2 separate regions of the Sus scrofa genome follow, and region 1 is linked to region 2. A link is a contact called in public HiChIP or PLAC-seq data. All regions are on one chromosome and are shown on one strand. Each heading gives the region's core, a stretch centred on a gene start, on an enhancer-like site or on the middle of the called end of the contact. The rest is flanking DNA. Distances are from core to core; before and after follow the strand shown. Region 1 holds the start of IRF2BP2 (interferon regulatory factor 2-binding protein 2). Region 2 holds the start of LOC106505999 (a long non-coding RNA gene).

What was found. HiChIP or PLAC-seq counts read pairs in DNA pulled down with a chosen protein or histone mark.
Region 1: a contact with region 2 is called in an H3K27ac HiChIP or PLAC-seq map of alveolar macrophages, with 4 times the contacts expected there. The contact joins the promoter of IRF2BP2 here to the enhancer-like site in region 2. A contact is called at or near these places in 9 of 47 Hi-C or Micro-C datasets (alveolar macrophages, blood, brain and 4 more) and 2 of 2 datasets of contacts at active chromatin or transcription factors (alveolar macrophages and skeletal muscle).

What each region holds. Positions count from the first base shown.
Region 1 is chr14:56,542,162-56,549,289 of Sscrofa11.1, forward strand. IRF2BP2 (interferon regulatory factor 2-binding protein 2) reads left to right here and starts at 3,631. Exons shown (of 2, transcript XM_021074288.1): 1 at 3,631-4,725; 2 at 5,363-7,128. The coding sequence starts at 3,723. The coding sequence ends at 6,078. It overlaps LOC110256820, which reads right to left and starts at 3,724. Exons shown (of 2, transcript XM_021073692.1): 1 at 3,319-3,724; 2 at 2,851-3,257. The coding sequence starts at 3,724. The coding sequence ends at 2,851.
Region 2 is chr14:56,400,297-56,407,679 of Sscrofa11.1, forward strand. LOC106505999 (a long non-coding RNA gene) reads right to left here and starts at 5,628. Exons shown (of 3, transcript XR_002338582.1): 1 at 2,387-5,628; 2 at 1,381-1,468. Within about 2 kb of position 2,380, at least 53 of the 83 cell types and tissues checked have an H3K27ac peak or open chromatin away from gene starts, as enhancers often do. A contact at or near this core is called in alveolar macrophages, brain, embryonic fibroblasts and 3 more, where this site is marked.

The sequences.
Region 1 (7,128 bases), core at 2,381-4,880, 140 kb after region 2:
CCTTTGGTTCACCTTCCAATCACTTCTCTTACTCCAGCTTTTGACAGTGTCACATTGAATGGCTTTCCTTTTGCTCCTGCACTGGGATTTACTTTTCTTTTCTTTTTTTAATCTCAGCAATTAGAGCTGGAAAAGATTGTTGCTTCCCCATAGGATATCTCTTTTGGTTCTTAAGACAAACTGCAGCATTTGAGCGTTCTGGTTAAAAGCCAGCCTCAACCCACTGCCCCACCAACACTTTAGCCAGCATCCGCCTGCCTGTCCACATGCGGTTGTGTAGGAGCAGACTGCAGCCAACCCTGTAACCTTGACTCCAAGTGGCCAAGATGATCATAATTCTCTTTTGAGAGGACCGGGAGAGCCTTTTAAGCAGAAGGGCAGAGTCTACGTGACTAAAACATACCAACTTCCTCTTTCATAAGTCATCACATGATGAACTACAATTACAATTCCTGCCTTGTCTCTGCGAATTGCAGACGCATTGCCTCACCCTAGAAACCCTGCTCCTGTGTGTGGAGGAGGCGGCTCTAACTGCTGCAGCAGCCGCTTTGGAAGGGATCCAGCTCCAGTCTGTGCCGGGAGGGAGGGCGGTGGGTGGAAGACGAAAACAAAGCTATGTTTACTTAGCATACATCGATAAAGCTGCTTCAGAGCTACATGAAAGGCCAGGCAGCATGAAAGACTTCAGATACAATATAAGGAATTGCTGCCCTGGATCCAGGGCCAGCCTTAACCCTCTTGATCCTGGATCCTTTTATGGCAAGAGAAACCAGAACTAAAATAGGCTTTCCATTTTCCAGCGGGCATTTCATTAAGGGAAGTTACAACAACTCAGTTTCAACATTAAACTGGCAGTGTAAAATAAAAAGGAAACACTCTCCATCTGGAGAAGAAAAGCTCTGTTCTACAAAAATCCTCACTGAATACCTCTCAGGGCAGAATTTGGATCTCGGTATTTCTATTTTGGGATGGAGCCACAGGCCTGCCCATGAGGATATTACAGTGCCCTGGCAGGTACATGAGTATAATTAGGCCATGACTCTAACCCCAAGTTGTTTTCTTTTAATCTTTCAGTCACTCCTAGTGGGGCCATTTCTTAGGGGTGAGATGGCTCATCTCTCTGCAGCACAGAGACTGGGCCTCATCCCCTATGGCAGTGGCCTAGTGGGATCAAGTCACGTGCTAGAATGAGTGGCACAGGGTCTCCCAGGAGAGTGGCAGGTCTTGAAAGAGGTGTGGGACACCAGGGACCAGGAATGACCCAATCCGCTGGCACCAGCTGCTTGGGAGAAAAAAAATCAGGGTCCTATTTTTCCAAGCAGGAGAGGGTGAGGCAGGACTATAATTGCAGGGCAAGATCCGGGAACAGATGGGGAGACCTTTATGGCAGGCGCACCCTCTCTGGAAATCCCCAAGAGAAGACATTCAGGGTTCGCCTATAAAAACATTTAAGTCTGGCATTACGTTTTCTGTGCCATTTTCAGACAGGTTTTTTCTTGTGCTTTAAGCAGCTCCCTCCACTGTTTCTCTAAGGGTGTTTTTCCTCTTCCTTGTGGTTAATCCTTTGAAGCAACCTGGCATTTTCAATAGCAACAACTAGAAAAGAAACGTCAGCAGGATTTTTCTTCTCTCTCCACCTACCAATCCAGTTGTAGGGAAGATAATATAATTAGTACCCTGTTCTTCCCACACTTAACCAGCTCATTCCAGTATCAGGGAGAGATGTGGGCCTGTTTTCCAACAAAGGAAGCTCCCAAGGCCGCCCTTACAGACTTGAAGTGTAAAAGTCCCAACTGCGAGTGACTAAGCCAGCGTCTATTAGTCAGTTAAGACTAACGACCAGCCAAAAGTAATTTACCATAACACACGCCAGCTCCTCCTCCCGATAAAAGTGTGAAACTCAAGTGCTCATTTCAGTCTGGGCAGAGTCTGTGGCGGCCTACAGTGGCAGAGCGCGGCCAGGCTCTGCGGCCACATCTCGCCTTCGCGCCAGGCGGGTTCGCACCCACCGGGGTTAAGCCCAACCCGGGCCTTGCCAGGGGCGCAAGGCTGCCACTGCCCCACCGCGGCGCCGGGGACGCCAGAGCAGCCAGCGGGGTAGCCGGTCGCTCGCCCCCACGGCGGGCGCGGGCCAAGCCCCGCTGCCGCTCGTGCCCGCGCCGCGCGCCACCTGGAGTCCAAGTTTGGCTCCGAGAGGCGGGGTCTGGAGCAGAGTCGCGGCGGGGGCGGAGCCTGCGCGGTGACGCGGCCGCGTTGGCCGCTGACCCCGGATCCCTGGAATGTGCATTCGTTCAATGGGGCCGCCAGTGCCAGCGGCGCCGAGTCACGTCCGCGCGGAGCGTGCGCACTCGGTGGCGGCGCACGCGGCCCCGCGCCCACGTCACGCGCCCGCCGCGCGGGCCTGCAGCAGGCGACCGGGATCCCCGCGTGGCCCGGCGGGCTGCGGACTGGGGAAGAGGGGGATCGGAACCTCCTCGGGCAGCGTACCCGCTCGCTCCCGGAAGGGCTCCGTAGAAGGGCGGGTGGACGCGGCCCTAGGCTTGGGCGCGCACCCTCCTGTTGTAAAAGTTTAGGGGACCGGCGGCGCGTGTGTCCTTCCCAAGACATGCGGGTGTAAAAGCACTCACCGAGGAGTTCAAATAAAGCTCCTTACAAAACTGTGAACAGCACTTGACTGAAAATCCCCATCCTCAAGATGCTACTAACAGAACCAGGTTACAGAGTGGCCTGGCTTTTCAAAACATGAGTTCTAGCACGGTTTGGCTCAAACAGCCCTAGACGAGAAGGAACTGCCTGAGCAGTCGAGGGAGCCGAGCGGGTGGAGGAAAGCAAGCCACACCAGCGACGGCTTCACGTCGGGGACACGAGCCGCGGCGCAGGCGGGTGGTGCTGACCCGCGGGCGGGCGCCGCGGAGCCGGCTCTCCCGGCAGCGCTCGTTCTCTGGCGGGGGGAGGGGGAGGGAGCGGGGGAGGGCGGGCGCGCGCGCGCGAGGGGAGGGGGCCCGCGCAGGCGCCTTGCGAGGCTGTCGAAGAATCAAGTCTGTAGAAGTGGAGCGGCCGCGGCGGCAGCAGCAGCAGCGACGGCGGCGGCGGAGCTGAGGCGGGCTGGGCGCTGAGGCGGGCGCTGGAGAGCGGCGACGCCAGGAGCTGTGAGAGAGCAGCGGAGCGACCCGGGCCCGTGCCGCGCCCGAGCTCCACGCCGCACGGCCGCCGCCGCCGCCGCCCCGGCGCGGCATGCCCCGCCGCTCGGGCTGAGCCTGCCCCGGCGGCCGCCCCCCGCCCCCCGCCCCCCCGGCCTCCCCGCCCCCCGCCCCGCACTCCGCGCCGGCCGCCGCCGCGACCTGCTGCGCTCCCCCGCGCCCGCGCGGCCCGTCTTCGCCCCGGTCTGGAGGCCCGCCGCGGCCCCGGCCGAGCCCCCGCCGCCGCCGCCGCCGCCGCGCCCGCCGCGCCGCGCCGCCCCGCCGCCCACCCGCGCCCGCGCCGGCCGGGGGGACGTGCTGCCGCGGCTGCAACCCCTCGCCCCGCGCCCGCCGCCCCTCGTGCACCGGGGGCGCTGCGCGGGCGCCGATCCTTCGCGGGCTTTGCCGCCGCCGCCGCCTTTGCGGCCGCCGCCGCCGCTGGTGGGGGAGACGCGGGGTTGGGGGGGGAGGAGGGCGCGCGTGGTGCCGGCGGGGAGCGGCGGCGCCCCCTCCTCCTCCTCCGGCGCCGCGGGCTCCTCGGACATGGCCGCGGCGGTGGCGGTGGCGGCCGCGTCCCGGCGGCAGTCGTGCTACCTGTGTGACCTGCCCCGCATGCCCTGGGCCATGATCTGGGACTTCACGGAGCCCGTGTGCCGCGGCTGCGTCAACTACGAGGGCGCCGACCGCGTCGAGTTCGTCATCGAGACGGCGCGGCAGCTCAAGCGGGCGCACGGCTGCTTCCCGGAGGGCCGCTCCCCGCCCGGCGCCGCGGCTCCGGCCGCCGCTAAGCCGCCGCCGCTCTCCGCCAAGGACCTTCTCCTGCAGCAGCAGCAGCAGCTCGGCCACGGCGGCCCCGAGGCCACCGCGCGCGCCCCGCAGGCCCTGGAGCGCTACCCTCTGGCAGCCGCCGCAGCCGAGCGGCCCCCGCGCCTCGGCTCCGATTTCAGCGGTAGCCGCCCGGCGGCCGGTCTGGCCCAGCCGCCAACGCCGCAGCCGCCGCCCGTGAACGGCATCCTGGTGCCCAACGGCTTCTCCAAGCTGGAGGAGCCGCCGGAGCTGAACCGCCAGAGCCCTAACCCGCGGCGCGGCCACGCCGTGCCTCCCACCCTGGTGCCGCTCATGAACGGCTCGACCACGCCGCTGCCCGCCGCTCTTGGCCTGGGCGGTCGCGCCGCCGCCTCACTGGCCGCCGTGTCCGGGGCCGCGGCTGCCGGGCTGGGCTCGGCGCAGCCGGCCGAACTGGGCGCCCACAAGCGGCCGGCGTCCGTGACGAGCAGCGCGTCGGCGGAGCACGAGCAGCGCGAGGCGGCAGCCAAGGAGAAGCAGCCGCCGCCGACCTCGCACCGCGGCCCGGCAGACAGCTTGACCACCGCGGCCGGGGCGGCCGAGCTGGGCACGGAGGGCGCGGGCAAGGGCCGCGGGCCCGGCGATCAGGACTGGGTCAACAGGCCCAAGACGGTTCGAGACACGCTGCTGGCGCTGCACCAGCACGGCCACTCGGGGCCCTTCGAGAGCAAGTTTAAGAAGGAGCCGGCCCTGACTGCAGGCAGGTTGTTGGGTTTCGAGGCCAACGGGGCCAACGGGTCTAAAGCAGGTAGGGGCGGCTGTGGAGTGAGGTGATCTCGGGGCGAAGAGGGGACGGAGAGCAGAGGAGGGGGTGCCCTTCCCATTCACCATTTCTCCCCCGGCCGGCCCAGAAACAACAAACACCCAACTTCCTGATTTGCCCGAGGCGGAACCAGTGCTTAGTGGCAACGTGTTCCTGTGCTGAAGTAGCACAACAGAGATGAGTCAGACCGGGCTGATAGGCACTGACACCGGGTTTTCCTTTCCCAGCACATTCTTGGAGGAGAGCAGGAGAGCACCAGTCACCTTTTAACCTGCTGGGGGACGTTAGCAGTCGTATGCCCGGTTTAGCCGGGCTACATGCTTGCGTGTGTCAGAATAGGCCGTTGTGTAGGAATCGTTTTCTGTGGCTTTTGTGTTTTTGAGTGGCATACTGCCTCAGCCCTGTAAGTTAAGTGTTTTAAGTTACACGTGCTCTTGAAAGCTCACGTGAGTTTTTATCTACCAGCTTTCAGAGAATAAAAATGCTTTAGCGAATTTTGTTTCATGTTAGTAAAAGGCCTTTCCGGTGCACCTTTATTTATTTTCTCTTTTCCCTTTTATTTCTCTTTTTCCAGTTGCAAGAACTGCAAGGAAAAGGAAGCCTTCACCAGAACCAGAAGGTGAAGTCGGGCCCCCTAAGATCAATGGAGAGGCACAGCCCTGGCTGTCCACATCCACTGAAGGGCTCAAGATCCCCATTACGCCTACATCCTCTTTTGTGTCTCCACCACCACCCACTGCCTCACCTCATTCCAACCGGACCACACCGCCTGAAGCGGCCCAGAACGGCCAGTCCCCCATGGCAGCCCTGATCTTAGTTGCAGACAATGCTGGAGGCAGTCATGCCTCTAAAGATGCCAATCAGGTGCACTCCACCACGAGGAGGAACAGCAGCAGTCCACCGTCTCCGTCCTCTATGAACCAAAGAAGGCTGGGCCCCAGAGAGGTAGGGGGCCAGGGGGCAGGCAGCACAGGAGGACTGGAGCCAGTGCACCCCGCCAGCCTCCCGGACTCCTCTCTGGCAGCCAGTGCCCCGCTGTGCTGCACCCTCTGCCACGAGCGGCTGGAGGACACCCACTTTGTGCAGTGCCCGTCCGTTCCTTCGCACAAGTTCTGCTTCCCTTGCTCCAGACAAAGCATCAAACAGCAGGGAGCTAGTGGAGAGGTCTATTGTCCCAGTGGGGAAAAATGCCCTCTTGTGGGCTCCAATGTCCCCTGGGCCTTCATGCAAGGGGAAATTGCAACCATCCTTGCTGGAGATGTGAAAGTGAAAAAAGAGAGAGACTCTTGACTTTCCGGTTTGAGAAAAACCCAATGATTACCCTTAACTAAAACTGCTTGAATTGTATATATCTCCATATATATAAATATATATATATATATACACACATATATATATATATATCCAAGACAAGGGAAATGTAGACTTCATAAACATGGCTGTATAATTTTGATTTTTTTTGAATACATTGTGTTTCTATTTTTTTTTTGACGACAAAAGGTATGTACTTATAAAGGCATTTTCTTCTTTTGTTAACGTTATTAGCATATCTTTGTGCTTTATCCTGGTTACCTTTCAATGTAGGCTGTGACTTGCGCTGCTTTTTTAGGGCACTTGGCAAATCAGAACTGCTTCTAGCTGTATTTGTATGCACTTATTTTAAAAAGAAAAAAAAAAGCCAAATACATTTTCTGACATTGTAAGATTGCCTTACCGTCTGTTATTCCTTATTGCTGGCCCCTTTCTCAGGCTGGAGGCCAATTGGTGGAGAAGGAAAGGAAATGAGCGGAAGGGGTACTGTTGTGAAGTGGACATGCCACTGGGAAATGTCACCATGTTTCCCCTCAAACATTCTCCTAAGAGTAATAGGACATGGATTTCGAATCTTTCTCGATTTTGTTCTTAAAGTTCAGTTGTTGGGCTGTTGAGGACTGCCTGAGAGTTGCTGCTGAGAGATTTTCAGGACTGTGTGGTTTTGGGGGGACTTTTTTTTTTAAGGCAAAGTTGACCACTGTTCACTGCCCACGTGATCAGTTGTAAGATTACAATGCTGCATGCTAGTTGGTTACATAATACACAATCCAGTGACTCAAGGCAGTGATAATGACTGGTGGTGTGTACAAGATGGCACTGCCATCTTTGAACAGAGCCTGGCTCTGCAGCGCCACTTGATCTTTTGAAACACCCTGGAGCTCTGTCTGTTGTTGCTGTTACTGTTTCCTTTGAAAAGAGTCTGAAGAGAAGTTACAGTCCAGGTGAACTTGGAGATTGTGGGATTGGTTTCATTTCTGTTTTGTGTTTTGTTTTTTTTTTTGTTTTTTTTTTAAATCATTTAGTGTT
Region 2 (7,383 bases), core at 1,130-3,629:
AAACAGCAGCAGGGGGATTTCCTTGCATTGGCTGTCACCAGCTTCCATGGTCACGGCCAAAGCCAAGCACACAAGGGTGCAGGTGTTTCTGGCTCTTCCATAGTCTTCGCTGGAAACTCAGCGTCACGTGGTCAGGACGAGGATGGTGTGAGGCCAGCAAGATGAACAGAACTTTGTAACTCACCCTTCCCTGCTGGGCAGGACCTCTGCCATAACAGGAAGCCCCCCTTCTATCTGCGGGAGGACTTATGGGGAACAAGAGGTCAGGCTGGCTTGTGCTGGGGATCCCGAAGGTGACGCCCCTGTATTTATCTAGAGCCCCTGGAGTCTGGGCCAGAGGCTGGATGCCATGGACATTCACTATACAGTTGCCTCCTTGGTAGGGTGGAGGGAGAAATAGCATCTTCCTCGCAGAACTGTCATGAAGGTTAAATATACACCATGTACTCAGGACCACTCCAGGCAGATAGTAAATGTGCGTCCATCAATTACATTGTTAGGAGTGAGAAATGGTCCCCTGCCAGGGGAGACTCACAAAGTTCCCACAGACCATCCCAGAATAACAGCCCCCAAAGATGTCCCCATTCTCACTCCCCAAACCTGGGAAGATGCTAGGCTCCATGGCAAAGAAGGGTAAGGGTTGCTGAGGTTGAGTGAGGCTGCGATCAGCTGACTTCAAGAAGGGGACTCCTCCTGGCTTCTCCCAAGTGGACCCAACATCATCGCAAGGGTCCTTGAAATTGAAAGATGGGGGGAAAAGAGGAGGGTCGAAGGAGACATGAGAGACCAGAAGAAAGGTACCAAGAGAAAGGAGGCCGAAAGCCAGGGACAGAGGTGGCCTCTAAAAGCTGGAAGGGGAAGGACACAGATTCTCCCCTAGGGCTCCCAGAGAGATGGAGCCTGTCATCTCTGGATTTTAGCCAAGAGAGGCCTGATCAGACATCTATCCTACAGAGTAGTAAAGTGATGAAAGTGTGTTGTTTGGGAGTTCCTGCTGTGGCTCAGAGGGTTAAGGATCTGGCGTTGTCACTGCTGTGGCTTGGGTTGCAGCTGTAGCTCAGATTCCATCCCTGCCTGGGAACTTCTGCATGCCATGAGTGCAGCCAAAAAAAAAAAAAAAAAAAAAAGGTGTTGAAGTGGCTGAGTTTTTGGTAATTTGTTACAGCAGTGGCAGGAGACAATCCACGGGCTTGTCCTTTTTGTGTCCCATGCATTGCCTCTGTGACAGATCCCAGATGCTTCAAATTGCCTGCGCTTGGCCTGGACACCCCACACACACACGCACACACTCCCAGTCCTCTCAGGCTGCCATTCTGAGCATGCACGTCCTGATAAACCACCCCCACCCCCAAGATTCCGTGATGCTCCCAGCAGTCTGACCTCTTCTGGAGCTGCTTGTTACAACTTGGGGATCTTCTTCCACTGGCAAAATCCTGAGGTTCCCTTAGGATCAGGAGGCGGCTGGCCTCTGTGACAAGAGAAATACTATGTCATGGTTGGGATGCTTTTGTGGACTAAAGAGGCCAAAGGCTGGGCTTGCACTTCCCGAATGACTCCACCTCTTTAAGAAAACTGTCAAGAACAACAAAAACATCAGAGCAAAATGGATTCTTGCAGGAATCTACTGCCTATCACCCGCCAGCGGTCTCAGAGGCTGCTGTTCTGGAAAAGACTTCCCTCTCAGAGGAAGCGGAAGTCTCCCGCTTTGGCTACTCCCTCCCACCACCCCCCATCCTCAAAAGCTCTGAGTGCCCCTTTCTGGGGCTCCGTTACCAAACAAGGTTAGGATTTATAACTTCTTTCATGGCAGCCCTTGGCTCATTTCCACCAAGTCCTTCTTTCCTAAAAAAATCTTTCACCCAAAGTCATTTCAGTTCAATTCCGTGTCTTTATTTTTCCCTCTTCCTTGTTCTTTTGGCCTTTGGAGTAAAGGAGTCAGAACACTGCCCGCAGCTAAAGACTTGGGTTAGAAGTCGTGCTGGCAGGGAGCGTACTTCTTTATTTCTTTGTTGTCCACGGAGCCGCAGGGCTGGGTCCCCAGCAAGTCGCCTGAGGACATCTCAGGGCCCCATCTGCCTGCCCCCACCACCCCTACCCACCACCGGGCCCTGATGGTTGTGGCTGCTTTTTTTTTTTTTTTTTTAATTTTGGTTGGTTTTGTGAAATCGCTAGCTCTCTGCTCCTCAGACTTGGCTTGCTAGCAGAAAAGCAAAACCAGGGCAAAAAGAACAAAGAGACGCTGGCAGAAGGCTGGGCTACACTTGGCCAGGCTACTGCAGGCCAAGGGCCTGAAGATGCATCTGAACACTCCTCCCCGCCTCAGGGTTTAAAATACCCACACTTCCTGCTCCTCAGAGAGGGTATGCATAGAATGCTCGTGACTCACCAGCGGTGGTTTTCAAATGTGTCTGTCATAAGGACGCAGCATCAAAAGCCCATCCTGTTTCAGATGTTATTTTTTCCACTCTCAGCTATGCAGCGCTAGAAAAGCTGAATGCCCGAGACCGGGGTTTGTTTTGAGTGCAGAAAGTGAAGGACGATTTCATTGTACTGCAGCAAGTCAAAACCCAACTCTTCAGGGGAAGAAAGAAAAAAGGAAAAAAAGAAAAAAAAAAAAAAAAAAAAAAAGAGAGAGAGAAAAAACAACCCACGTGTAAACAGTGTGGAGATTGAGTTTCAAAGCCCTTGTTTTTGAAAAGTTTAATTATATTTCAACTAAAGCCAAACTGTCAAAACATGTGCCTGCTTTGAAAACGCATTAGCCGTCTTATGTAAAAGCCCATAATTGATGTCCAGAGGAAACCGGAGCTGTGCGGTGGGGGACCACTCAGAAAAGCCCCCGCTGCTGCACTTCCCTGTCGACCACGTGCAATCCTAGACCTCGGCTCCTGAAGTGGGACATCGGAGAGGAGAACAAAAGGGGAAGCCCGAAATACCCTAAAGGGGAGGGTTTAAAATGTCAGGCCTGGTTTCTGGACCCCGAGGCCCAGCACGCTCTTAGTGATCACTTCCATAAGGGGAAGCCCGATAGGGAGCCTCAGAGTCCTGGCGACCGATTAGAAACATCAGCAGCTCTTCCTCCTGAGAACCTTCTTCCTCCTGCCCGGCCCTCGGGCCTGAGGGTCGCCTGGGGGCTGCTCTGTTCTGTGCTGACCCCTCCTATCTGCCTGGTTTTCTGGTCATTTCCCTTCTTCCAGATGCTGCTTACTTCCTCCAGAAGAGGACCTGGGAGGGTGGAGACTGAGCCCACTCTCCTCCGCTGATCTTCTAGAACTTTCTAGTCTCCAGTGCAGAGATTCGGACTTTTCTGCTTGTGATGTCTGTGAGTTCTCTTTGGAAACCATTCTCAAAGTTAACGGGGAGCTAAGTGAGGAGGAGGGCTATGAGCCATGTGAGGCAAGCGGGGCTTACGGAGAGCGCAGGCGTCCACGCGGACCCTCAAAGCGGAGGTACCAAAGGGCTGGGGACGACTGGCCCAAGACTTGGGTTCCCAAAGTTGGCCAGCATCCTTCCTTCTTCTTTGGTCAAGTCACTGGCCTCTTCGAAGACCAGGCTTGTCCTCAAGACTCATCTCTGTCCTTTTTCCCTTGGTGGCTCAAACAAGCCTAGGTACATATGATGTGGAGGCCTTTAGGATGTTTAAGGATTCTTATTTTTTCCATCATAGCTGGTTTACAGCGTTCTGTCAGTTTTCTACTGCACAGCAAGGTGACCCCATCACACATACATGTATACATTCTTTTTCTCACATTATCATGCTCCATCATAAGTGACTAGATAGAGTTCCCAGGGCTATACGGCGGAGGCCTTTAGATTTGAGAACGCTCTCTTCTTTATCCTGTGACACAAGGGCGGTCTTCCCTCACTCCCCCCTGGTTTTGCTGATCTCTCCCGAATGGGACACATTCCACACAACCCACTCGTGGGGAGAGTGGACTTTGGGGTTTGTGGTCTGGGACTCTCTGGGGACCTCAGAAGAGCTGCCAGATAAAATACGGGACATGGAGTTAGATGTGAATTTCAGATCCACCAAAAAAAAAAAAAAAATCACTCTTGGAATGCCAATATGTCCTACACGTTATTTTCTTTAAAAGTACGGCCCATGCAATATGTAGGACATTTTACACTCAAGTTATGCTCTGTGTATCCGAGGATCACATTTAACTGGGTGTCCTTTGTTCTTATTTGCTAAATCCGGCACCCTCCCAGAGGCCCCTGTGTTCTAAATGGACATGGGCTCTGCAAGTCACAGGAGGGAGCGGGTTCTGATTGGGATCAGAGCCCGGTGGGGCTGTGTTCTCCCCGCAGGTGCTCAGGATGCACAAGCAGAGCCAACAGAGTGGGAAGACGACCCACACCAGGCCTGTGGGCCACGCCTGGATGCTGGAGGCCTGCCTTTGCCAACCTCCAAAGGACTTCGAAGCCAGCAGAAACCACTACGCAGCTCACATAATGATAGCTTTCTCCCTTCTTCTTCCAGACAGTTTGGATCCTTAAAAAAAAAAAAAAAATTGCTTTGGGGAAGCAGCAGAGGGTACAGGAAACTCAGAAACTGGCCGCCAATGGAAAACAGGAAAGGAGCGCCTCTAATTAAAAGCAGCCAGCTCTCTGCTCCATCTGCAGCACTGGGAGCCTGGCTGAGAGGGGCTGTTCCCGTGCTGGCACTGTGGGCTGGGGGCCTGAATAGACCCTACAGGGGAGCACTCGGGGCCCTGGAAGAGGAGAGTCAGGGTTTTGTCAGGTCCTCTCCTGAGCTGTCTGCACCCCACCACATTCCTCCCACTTGCATCAAAGCCCATGCTGGGCTCTGGGCTGGGTGCTCAGATATATAGCATTTGTCACAAGCTTCAGAGCCTCTCTGAGCCATCTTCCATATCCTTTGTTGCAGACAGAAAAGTCTCCTTTCAATTTTTCTAAGAAACACTCTGAGCACAAGGCATTTACTGCAGAGCATGGTTGCTGGAGCCTGCATTTCCGAGATCTTCGCGCAGTTATGCATACGCGGGTACACAGCCATGCTGTGTACAGATCAGCGGTATTTTATTTATTCTATAGAAGGCTCAGAGATGGTGAGCAACTGGCACACGGCAAGTCACTCATTCCCATAATACATGAGTGTTACACGCCATGGAGGCATTAGAGAAACAAAGATGAAAAAGATATTGTTCCTGTAAGATTGTAAGGAAGGGAGATACCTCTGGATCCAACAGGAATACAGCAGGAAAAGGGGCAGGATATGGCGCCAGAAAGGCATAAATCACACTCAGAGGAGGCAGAGAGTCATTCTGCTGGGTGGATGGCACAGGAGTGAGTTCAGACATCACACTAGGGTGACAGGCTAAGTGGGGGTTTGTGGTATTGAGGTTAAGTGTCTCAATCAGGGATATTAGGCACATTGTGGTGGTCAAAGGGCCAGCTGGGGGGATTCCCGTTGTGGCTCAACAGGTTAAGAACATGGCATTGTGTCCGTGAGGATGCGGGTTTGGTCTCTGGCCTCACTAGTGGGTTAAGGATCTGGCTTTGTCAAAAGTTGCAGCGTAGGTAGGTTGTAGTTTTGGCTTGGATCCCATGTTGCTGTGGCTGTGGTGTAGGCCTCAGCTGCAGCTCCAATTAGACTCCTAGCCCAGGAACTTCCATATGCCTCAGGTTGGCCATTAAAAAAAAAAAAAAAAAAAAAAAAAAAAAGGGCCAGTTGGCCTGGGGCACCCAGTATAGACAGAACAGCACAGGGTTAGCCGTCAGGAGAGCCAAGCCTAGTGTGGCCCCTGACATTAGCAAAATTTGGGCAGGTCATCTCACCTCTCAGAGCCATCACCTAAGTTTCTCGTCTGAAACTGGGGCAGAGTGTGTGTGTGTGTGTGTGTGTGTGTGTGCCCACGAGCATGTGGATTAGATGATTTCTAAGATTTCTTTTAGCGCTAACATTCCAGAATTCGCTGTGAAGCCCTCCACCCTGGCCCACCGCATTGACTCAACCCCATCAGGCCCAGCGCAGTCCATGGAGATGTGGTTCAATGACTCAGCTGCTATTTCCTGAGCACCTACTGTGATATGGGCTGCAGGGGTGTGGAAGCACCACTGACAGAGGCTCTAGCAATCATACTGCAGAAAGCTCTCTTCTGTGGGCTCAGGCCTGGCTGTTCTCTGCACCCTGGCCGGCCACGGCTTCTGCCACCACCACCAAGGGAGCACAAAAGGATGCCCTTTGATCTTAGCAGAGCTGCATTCTGCAGCTCAAGTGCTCTCTGCTCCTCCGCAGGGCATGGGAACAGACTTTTAAACAGACCAGTGTACACAGGGACCTGTTGAAGAGGTGTGTTTCCAAAGCCTGTGGTCGGGCACCTGGGACAACACCAGGAGGGCCTGCTCCCCCACCAGACAGCCAGCTCACTGTGGGAAGAACAGCACCCAGAAGAGCCACTTCCAAGGGGGCACTCGGAAAACCCAATGGGGTGGGGAGAGAGTGATTGAAAGCTGAGTTCCTCTGCTGATGTTTGATGCAAGAGACTCAAAGGACAATTTAGACCTTTAGGGAAAGGCTCTGATTAGACCCGAGTGGGAGGGGCTGGGGATTTCACTTCCTTATTTGGTGCATGAAAAGGCTAGATCTTAACTCAGTTCTTTATGGTTAGAAGAGCCAGCTAGGTATGTATCCCGTTAGCTTGGATGGCCCGAACTGAACCCCACCTTTGTCCCAGAATAACTATGAATCATTCCCCTGTTTCTTCTCAAAGGATATTTGTTTGAATATTATAGGGTCACTTTTTTTTTTTTTTTTTTTTTTTTTTTTGCTTTCTAGGGATGTATCCAAGGCATATAGAAGTTCCCAGGCTAAGGGTCAAATCGGAGCTACAGTTGAGGCCTATGCCACGGCCACAGCAATGCAAGATCTGTGACCTAGGCTGCACCTTGCGGCAACACTGGATCCTTAACCCACTGAGCGAGGCCAGGGATTGAACTTGTGTCCTCATGGACTAGTCAGGTTCATAACTAGTTGCATTCCTGCTGAGCCACAGTAGGAACACTCTGAAATGCAGATTCTGATTCAGTGGGTCTATCTGGAAAGGGCCTGAAATTCTGCATTTCTACTTTTTTTTTTTTTTGGCTATGCCTGTGGCATGCAGATGTTCCCCGACTGGGAACCGAATCCACAGGTGGGACGAGATGGGTGGACACACTGTCTCCAGCGATGCACTGTCTCCTACGCCAGGGTAACAACTAGGTGGGGGTGGGTGGTAGGTTTCTTCTAATTATGATGAGGATGAGAAACCTTCAGACATTGTGACCAGAGCAGTGATGCAATATGATTGACATTTTTTTCTTTTGCTTTTTAGGGCTGAACCTGCTGCATATGGAAGTTCCCAGGCTAGGGGTTGAATCAGA